Linked DNA regions of Sus scrofa: region 1 is linked to region 2. Evidence: chromatin contacts called from public HiChIP or PLAC-seq data. All regions are on one chromosome and are shown on one strand. The core of a region is the stretch at or near the end of the contact, and the rest is flanking DNA. Distances in the headings are between cores, read along the strand shown.

The links. HiChIP or PLAC-seq counts read pairs in DNA pulled down with a chosen protein or histone mark.
Region 1: an H3K27ac HiChIP or PLAC-seq map of alveolar macrophages shows a contact between it and region 2. The contact joins two enhancer-like sites. A contact is called at or near these places in 3 of 47 Hi-C or Micro-C datasets (embryonic fibroblasts, epiblast stem cells and fibroblasts) and 1 of 2 datasets of contacts at active chromatin or transcription factors (alveolar macrophages).

Annotation. Positions count from the first base shown.
Region 1 is chr12:15,804,654-15,808,243 of Sscrofa11.1, reverse strand. The region is part of intron 1 of TANC2 (protein TANC2); the gene reads left to right. Among named protein-coding and RNA genes, the nearest start is that of TANC2, 7.4 kb to the left of the region's middle. Within about 2 kb of position 1,808, at least 6 of the 83 cell types and tissues checked have an H3K27ac peak or open chromatin away from gene starts, as enhancers often do. A contact at or near this core is called in alveolar macrophages, where this site is marked.
Region 2 is chr12:15,702,321-15,705,459 of Sscrofa11.1, reverse strand. The region is part of intron 3 of TANC2 (protein TANC2); the gene reads left to right. Among named protein-coding and RNA genes, the nearest start is that of TANC2, 110 kb to the left of the region's middle. Within about 2 kb of position 1,594, at least 2 of the 83 cell types and tissues checked have an H3K27ac peak or open chromatin away from gene starts, as enhancers often do. A contact at or near this core is called in alveolar macrophages, where this site is marked.

The sequences.
Region 1 (3,590 bases), core at 559-3,058, 100 kb before region 2:
TATGTTCAGCTTCTGTTTCTTTTTGAATAGTTAAGGATAAATATGATTAAGGTTAAGAGGCAAAAGAATTAGGTTGGTTTTAGTTGTCATCACGCCCTTTCTTTACCCTTTCCTTTCCCACAATATCACTTGCTGCCTTTACTCAATGCATGACATACTCCCACCTCTCAAATGCCTTTCTTTTGATCAGAACTTGAGAGATACTGATGTCAGTCATTTAAACTGAGTAGTTGCATGATAGTGAATAATTTTTTTGGTATGTTTTTTAAAATTTTCATTGCCTTAGTAATTTATCTGACAGGCTCATCTTGTGCTGCCTTCTGACACCCATGTTATGTCTAACTCTGAAGAAGTTTCTGACAAAATGTATTATTCGATTCTACTATTTTTTTTCTCAGCAGAGGTATCCCAAGTGGAGAGGTTTGGAGCAGAGCATGTAAGAGAACATTTTTCTTTATTTGCTCTGGTCTGAGTCTCTCATATATGTATTTTGTATTAAAAGGAGTCATTGTTATATGAAAAAACCCTTGATTTTTGTGTATTAGTTTATTATATAGACACATCATGTTCAAGGTATATGAGTTAGATTTGTTATGTTGGGAAAGTTGGGGGATTTCTATGCAGTATATTAATACATTAAATCATTCCCTTAAATATTTATTGACTACCTACAATGTATTATATGTTTATTGACTTCCTGATAATGCCACCTTTACTCCTCCAGTCTTTCAGGTGAGGATAGGCATTTCATCTTCTTCCTTAAATAAAAGCTAAATTTGTAATTCAGAATTCTGTGTCTTGGGAGTTCCTTGTGGCACAGCAGACTGAGGATCTGGTGGCGTCACTGCAGCGGCTTGGGTTGCTTCTGTGATGCAGGTTTGATCCCTGGCCCAGGAACTTCTGTATGCCGCAGGGGCAGTTCAAGACAAAAAAACCAAAACAAAACCCAAACAGTTTTGTGTTGTAGATATTCATTCTACCTTTGGGAAAAATATAGTTGAAAAAAATGTTTTAAAGTTTATTACTTTCCTAAAGTTTCACTGACCATTGTTGATAAATTTTACTCTTTAAATGGTAAGAGTATCGTGAAAACAGTGACTTGTAGATGTCTTTTTATAAATGTCAGCAAGTACTGCAGACCTAAAATTCACAAAGAAAGTATATAAGCAATGGAAAACTTTTGTGATTCCAAACACTTATCTTTGGTCCAGGTAGCCATGCTTATTTCCTTGTCTGTAATACCATTATCATACATAGTTATGTCAGATGACATATCTGATTAGAGATTGACAACAAAGAAATAGGCACCAGTTTTTTCTTGGCAGGGAAACTCCCTTGCCCCACCTGTGGGGACATCTGTAAGTAGATTAGCTAATAAATTTGGAAATGGGAGTGGGTATGTATAAACTGTGATTTAATCATTTAGGCAGGAGACACTGCCTCAGATCTCAGTAAATTCCCTCTGCTTAAGTGAAGGAAGTTTCTTCTTAGCCCTTTGTTCCTAATTTTGTGTTAAGGGGTCCCACAATTTCTAGCTCTGACTGCTGAAATTTGATAAGGCAAAGCTAAGTCGCTTGATGGGTATGGGTACTCTAGAATTCTGTTTCTGTTCAAATTCCATGGAATCCTGTAGAGCTCCTGAGGATTGTGTTAGGGTGAATGAAGGTAATTAGCTTTAGTACACATGTGGAATGAAGAGTTACTACATACTCAAATTTTGCTTCAGCCTCACAGAATCTTAGCTCTTCCTTTTTTAGGGATTTAAAGAGGAAGAGCAACTTCCTTTGGAAGTTGTTATTCAGACATTGCTGTATTGTAGGATGACAACACTGTTGCTTTGTTGTAAGAAGCTTTTGAAATTTTAGAGTCATGAGACTGTATAGGAGAACATGAGTTTGTGAGTTTTGTTTTTTCATTGAATTTGTGAGTTTTTGAATCATGAAAACAAGGTCAAATTATCACTCGGTAGCTATTGTATAACGTGCTAAAAACTCTCTTGCAGGGTTTTGATGATGATGAAATAATTTCAGTGAAAAATCCTTAGGACGATGTCTGGTACTTAATAAATGATAATTTTTATTAGGTTTTGGGAAGTGACCTGTTTTTTGATGTGATCCTTTCCACAATATTTTACTAGCATTATCAGTCCAGCTTTTTCTTGTTATTTTGTCTTCATCTTTTTTTGGCTGCCCTGAGGCATATGCAGTTACCTGACCCAGGGATCAGATTGAGCCACAGTGTCAACCTTCGCCTGGATCCTTAACCCACTTGTGCTGGGCTGGGGATCAATCTATGTCCCAGCGCTCCAGAAATGCTGCTGATCCTGTTGTGCCACAGTTGGAACCCCTCTTGCTCTCTTTGTCAACCTAGCAAGGTTTTTTGAAAAATCCGTGTTAATTTGGCTACTCATTAGTTTTATTTGTGTCTTGATAATTTCTTTTATGGAGGATATGAAGAGAGCTGAAAGTTCTTGAATAACTGTAAACTTAAAAATAAAAACTCTTAGAAGCAGGATGCTCTTGGGCAGACTCCTAGTATGCATTTCTTTTTGTACTAGTTGCCTTTGCACCACAAACTGGTGAAAAATTAATTTTAATCTCTTCCCTAAGATGGAAAACCACAGCACTTGTTGAGACCTTGAGCCCTTTGACAGTTTTTTCAATTTGATCATATAAATATTTTCTACTTTTACAAGCATTTCATATTTTTGTAAATAACTCAAACTTTATGTGATAACTTTATCTGTGCCCCCCCTCCCCGCCACTATGTGCCGTATTGTTTGCTTTTTAAATTGTCTTTTAAAAAAATTTGTATGTGATAGTCAGGGTGGTTGGTTTTCTTTTGTGATCTGCTTAATAAAAAGTACTTGCCTATTTACAGTGTAAAATAATATACTAGAAAAAGTGCCCCTCTAAGTATTCAAACTCTCATTTTTTCCCCCAAGGTTCAATTATTTCTGTAACATTTTGCCTGTTTCTGCTAATTTGTGTACATAATGTGCGAGTAATTATTCATTGAATATTTTTCTTTAAATGCACTTAGCTCACTTTATCTTAATTTTATCCTTGGTTGTAATATCCATAAATTAATAAGTTTGTGCTAGTTGTAAAACAAAAACTAGTTTAATCCTGAAGATATCTTGCTTAATGCCTTGGGAAAGATCACTTGTGTGCAAATTTGGTTCTAGATTGGATAGTTTTGTATTTTTAAATAAATGAACTTAATAATGATTCCTCACCTTTAGATAATTTTTTTTTTTTTTTTTTGTCTTTTTGCCATTTCTTGGGCAGCTCCCATGGCATATGGAGGTTCCCAGGCTAGGGGTCAAATCAGAGCTGTAGCCACCAGCCTATGCCAGAGCCACAGCATCGTGGGATCCGAGCCGCGTCTGCAACCTACACCACAGCTCACGGCAAAGTTGGATCCTTAACCCACTGAGCAAGGGCAGGGACCGAACCCGCAACCTCATGGTTCCTAGTCGGATTCGTTAACCACTGCGCCACGATGGGAACTCCTAGATAATTTAATTCTATTTTGTCTTTGGCTGTATTAAAGGTAGCCATTTACTGTCAACAAATTTTAATTGTCAT
Region 2 (3,139 bases), core at 345-2,844:
CTTTATTATTTCTTTTCCTTTGCTTGCTTTGGGTTTTTCCTCTTCTTTTTCTAGTTCCTTAAGGTAGAGGCTGAAATGATTGATATTGGGACTTTGTTTTCTACTTTAGGAATTTTAGTGCTATAAATTTCCCTCTATGTACTGATTTAGCTGCATTTCATAGACTTCAATGAGTAATGCTTTTATTTTCATTTATTTCAAAATACTGCCCAATTCCTCTTTTGATTTCTTCTTTAACCACATGTCATTTAGAAGTGTGTTGATATAGTTTCCAAACATTTGAGTATTTTCCAGGTATCTTCCTTATATTGATTTCTAATTTAATTTCACTCTGATCAAAGAACTCACATTCTGTGAGTTAAATCATGTTTTATTGAGACTTATTTTATGGCCCAGTAAATGATCTATCTTAAATGTTCTGTGTGCACGTAAAAAAAAAAAAAAAAAAAAAAAAAAGGTGTATTATGCTCTTTTGACATGGAAGCTTCTATAAATGTCAGTCTGGTTGTTCAGGTCTTCTATGTCTTTGCTAATTTTCTGTTTGCTCATTCTGTCAATTAGGAAAGACAAGTTGAGATCTCAGACCATAAGTGTGGATTTATTGATTTCTCCTTATAAGTTATATCATATTCCTTATATCACTGCTCCTCTAGTCAGAGAGGAGTCCTCCTCCCTCAGAGCTACTGCTATTAGTGAAATAGGCTTGCCTGTGGCCAGAACTGGAAGAGAAAGGAAAAAGAGAAAAGATCCAGGAGATTTCCCTACATTTTCATCATTCCTGTGTGGATCCCCCCTCCCCCTCCACTGCCCAATTTGTATTCTCTAATTAGAAAGAGAAGACTTGGATCTTTTTGTTTGTTCCTTATGTGCCATTCTAGGATTTGGATTTTCTTTGGGTTCAGGCTGGGGGTTTGGGGACATAAACAGCAGGAAATGAATGCACCACTGAATTGGTTGTCCTTCAAGTTTTGGTTTCCTTCCACAATTTGCCTGCTACTATTTAGTTTTCAGAGATCTCAGATTGCTACTCCATCATTCTTTCCAGGGTATTCAGTTATATTTAGGGGTTTTAGTTTCATTCAGTAAAAGTAGAGTGTACATTCTCCATTTTACCCAGAACCAGAACCAGAGCCCTTCCGTTTTATTATATTTTGTGTTCAGGGGGTAATATTCAAAATAATTAATAATGAATATGCCATAAATATCAACCAGTAAGAACAGATGCCAATCTGTTCAGAATAAACATTAACATTAAACAACTGATATGTCAGTAGAGGTACATAATGCCTAATAATCACCCTGCCTGATTGTGGATCGAGTTTCTATTTAATGTCTCTTCTCCAATAATAATAGCAGACATGTAAGGTTAAGGTGTCTGGTGAGATGTTTTATCCTTCGGGGTCTCCTGTGTGTTAACTAACTGGGTTGGCCTTTGATCTCTCTCTCAAATACAGTGGATTCTGACTCAGACATCTCCACACTCATTGCTCCAAGTTCAGGGGCAGAGACCTCTGATGGCATCTGCTTATCCAGTGTAATAGATGGGAGATGGCCTGATGACTTGCGGTGAATCAGATCCCACTCCGCTCATTAAGACCGCTGCCCCTGGGCACTTCCTGCTCCTTGCATCTCTTGCTTCTGTGGTTAAAACTAACCTGGCAACACTCTCTCTCATCTTTCACAGTTATCCTCCTACACATGCTGTAGGCTATAATTTCCTCATTTTAGTTGCATCTAGTTTCTGTCTTCTGTGGATTTCTTAACATTTCTCTTCTATTATCGGCTTTGTGTTTTGTTTTGTAATGCTTCAAAAATTTGTTCTTTTTAAGGTAACATTTTTCTGTCATTTCCATACCACCTATATAATTGCCATTTAGTCTGAACTACCATCATTTCTGTGTCCTACCTTATTTCCATTCTTGCCAACATATAGTCTGTTGTTTGATACTATAGTTAAATCAAATCATGTATTTCCCCAAACTTGAAAAAAAAAAAAAAACTTCTCCAGTGGCTTCCTATCATGTTCAGAATAAACTCCAGAGTCTTTGTCAGTCCCTATGTGACCACCCCCCCAAGTTACCCTTTTCCTCACACTTTATGTCCTTCCACTCTCTCCCTTATCCACTTTGTTTCATCTGTATTGGCCTTTTTACCTAAACATGGTAAGAGCATTTTCTTTGCAGGACCTGTACATTTGTTCTTTGTGACTAAGGTCGGTAGATTTCTGCTTCGTTCAGAGACTCTCTGACCTCCTAAATACCTAGCCATAATATTCACAATAACTACTTCTACCTGTGTTTATTTACTTGTTCATTGTTGTCGCAACTACTAGGAAATTTGTTTCATTTGAGCAGAGACTATCTTATTCACCACTCTAGCCTTAGAACACTTAATATAAAAATTTGTCAGTATTTGTTGAATGAAAGTTCGAATGAGGATCTAGCACTTAGTGTGCATGGAAATGTGTGTGTGTGTGCCCAGGCCACTTATTGATCCAGTAGTCACTTCTGTTACTTATGTAACTGAAAAAATAAAGCAGCAGTGTGAGAAATTTGGATGTATGTATTTTGTCAGACTATGAAGTGGTTATTGATTTGTGAAATAGGGCTCTCGAAATATGACTGTAAAACTGATTGGCCAGTTATATATGTATATAGCTTTCTAAGGTTGGGTTCTTATTTTCTGCTTTCCAATATAGCATACTGTATTTTACTGGATTGTATTATTTACTATACTTGTTCTTATTTGTTGGATCTTGATTTTTCTTAACAGTCTAAGAGCTTATCAACAGTAGAATCTTAGCATCTAGCACAGTGCCAGTGTCTTGCATTTAGGCCATTCAAGTTGATGAAAGAAGCTTATCAATTCTAGGAATTCTGGTTCTGTATTTTAGGCAGCGTGGGTTACTTCATCAGAATTGAGGTTTTTTTGTTGTTGTTGTTGTACTAGCTCTCTTTTCTGAAGCAAGTTATTTTTCAGTAGAGGTTATATCTAACCAGAACTTCTTTGGTTCTAGGTATTGAATAGGTGCATGGTCAAAGCCCAGTTTTGATTTACTTCTGCGAAGATAGCATTGTGCAAGCATTAGACTCTGATATGTAACATGTGTATTGATATAATAATGCCCAGGATTAGCTCA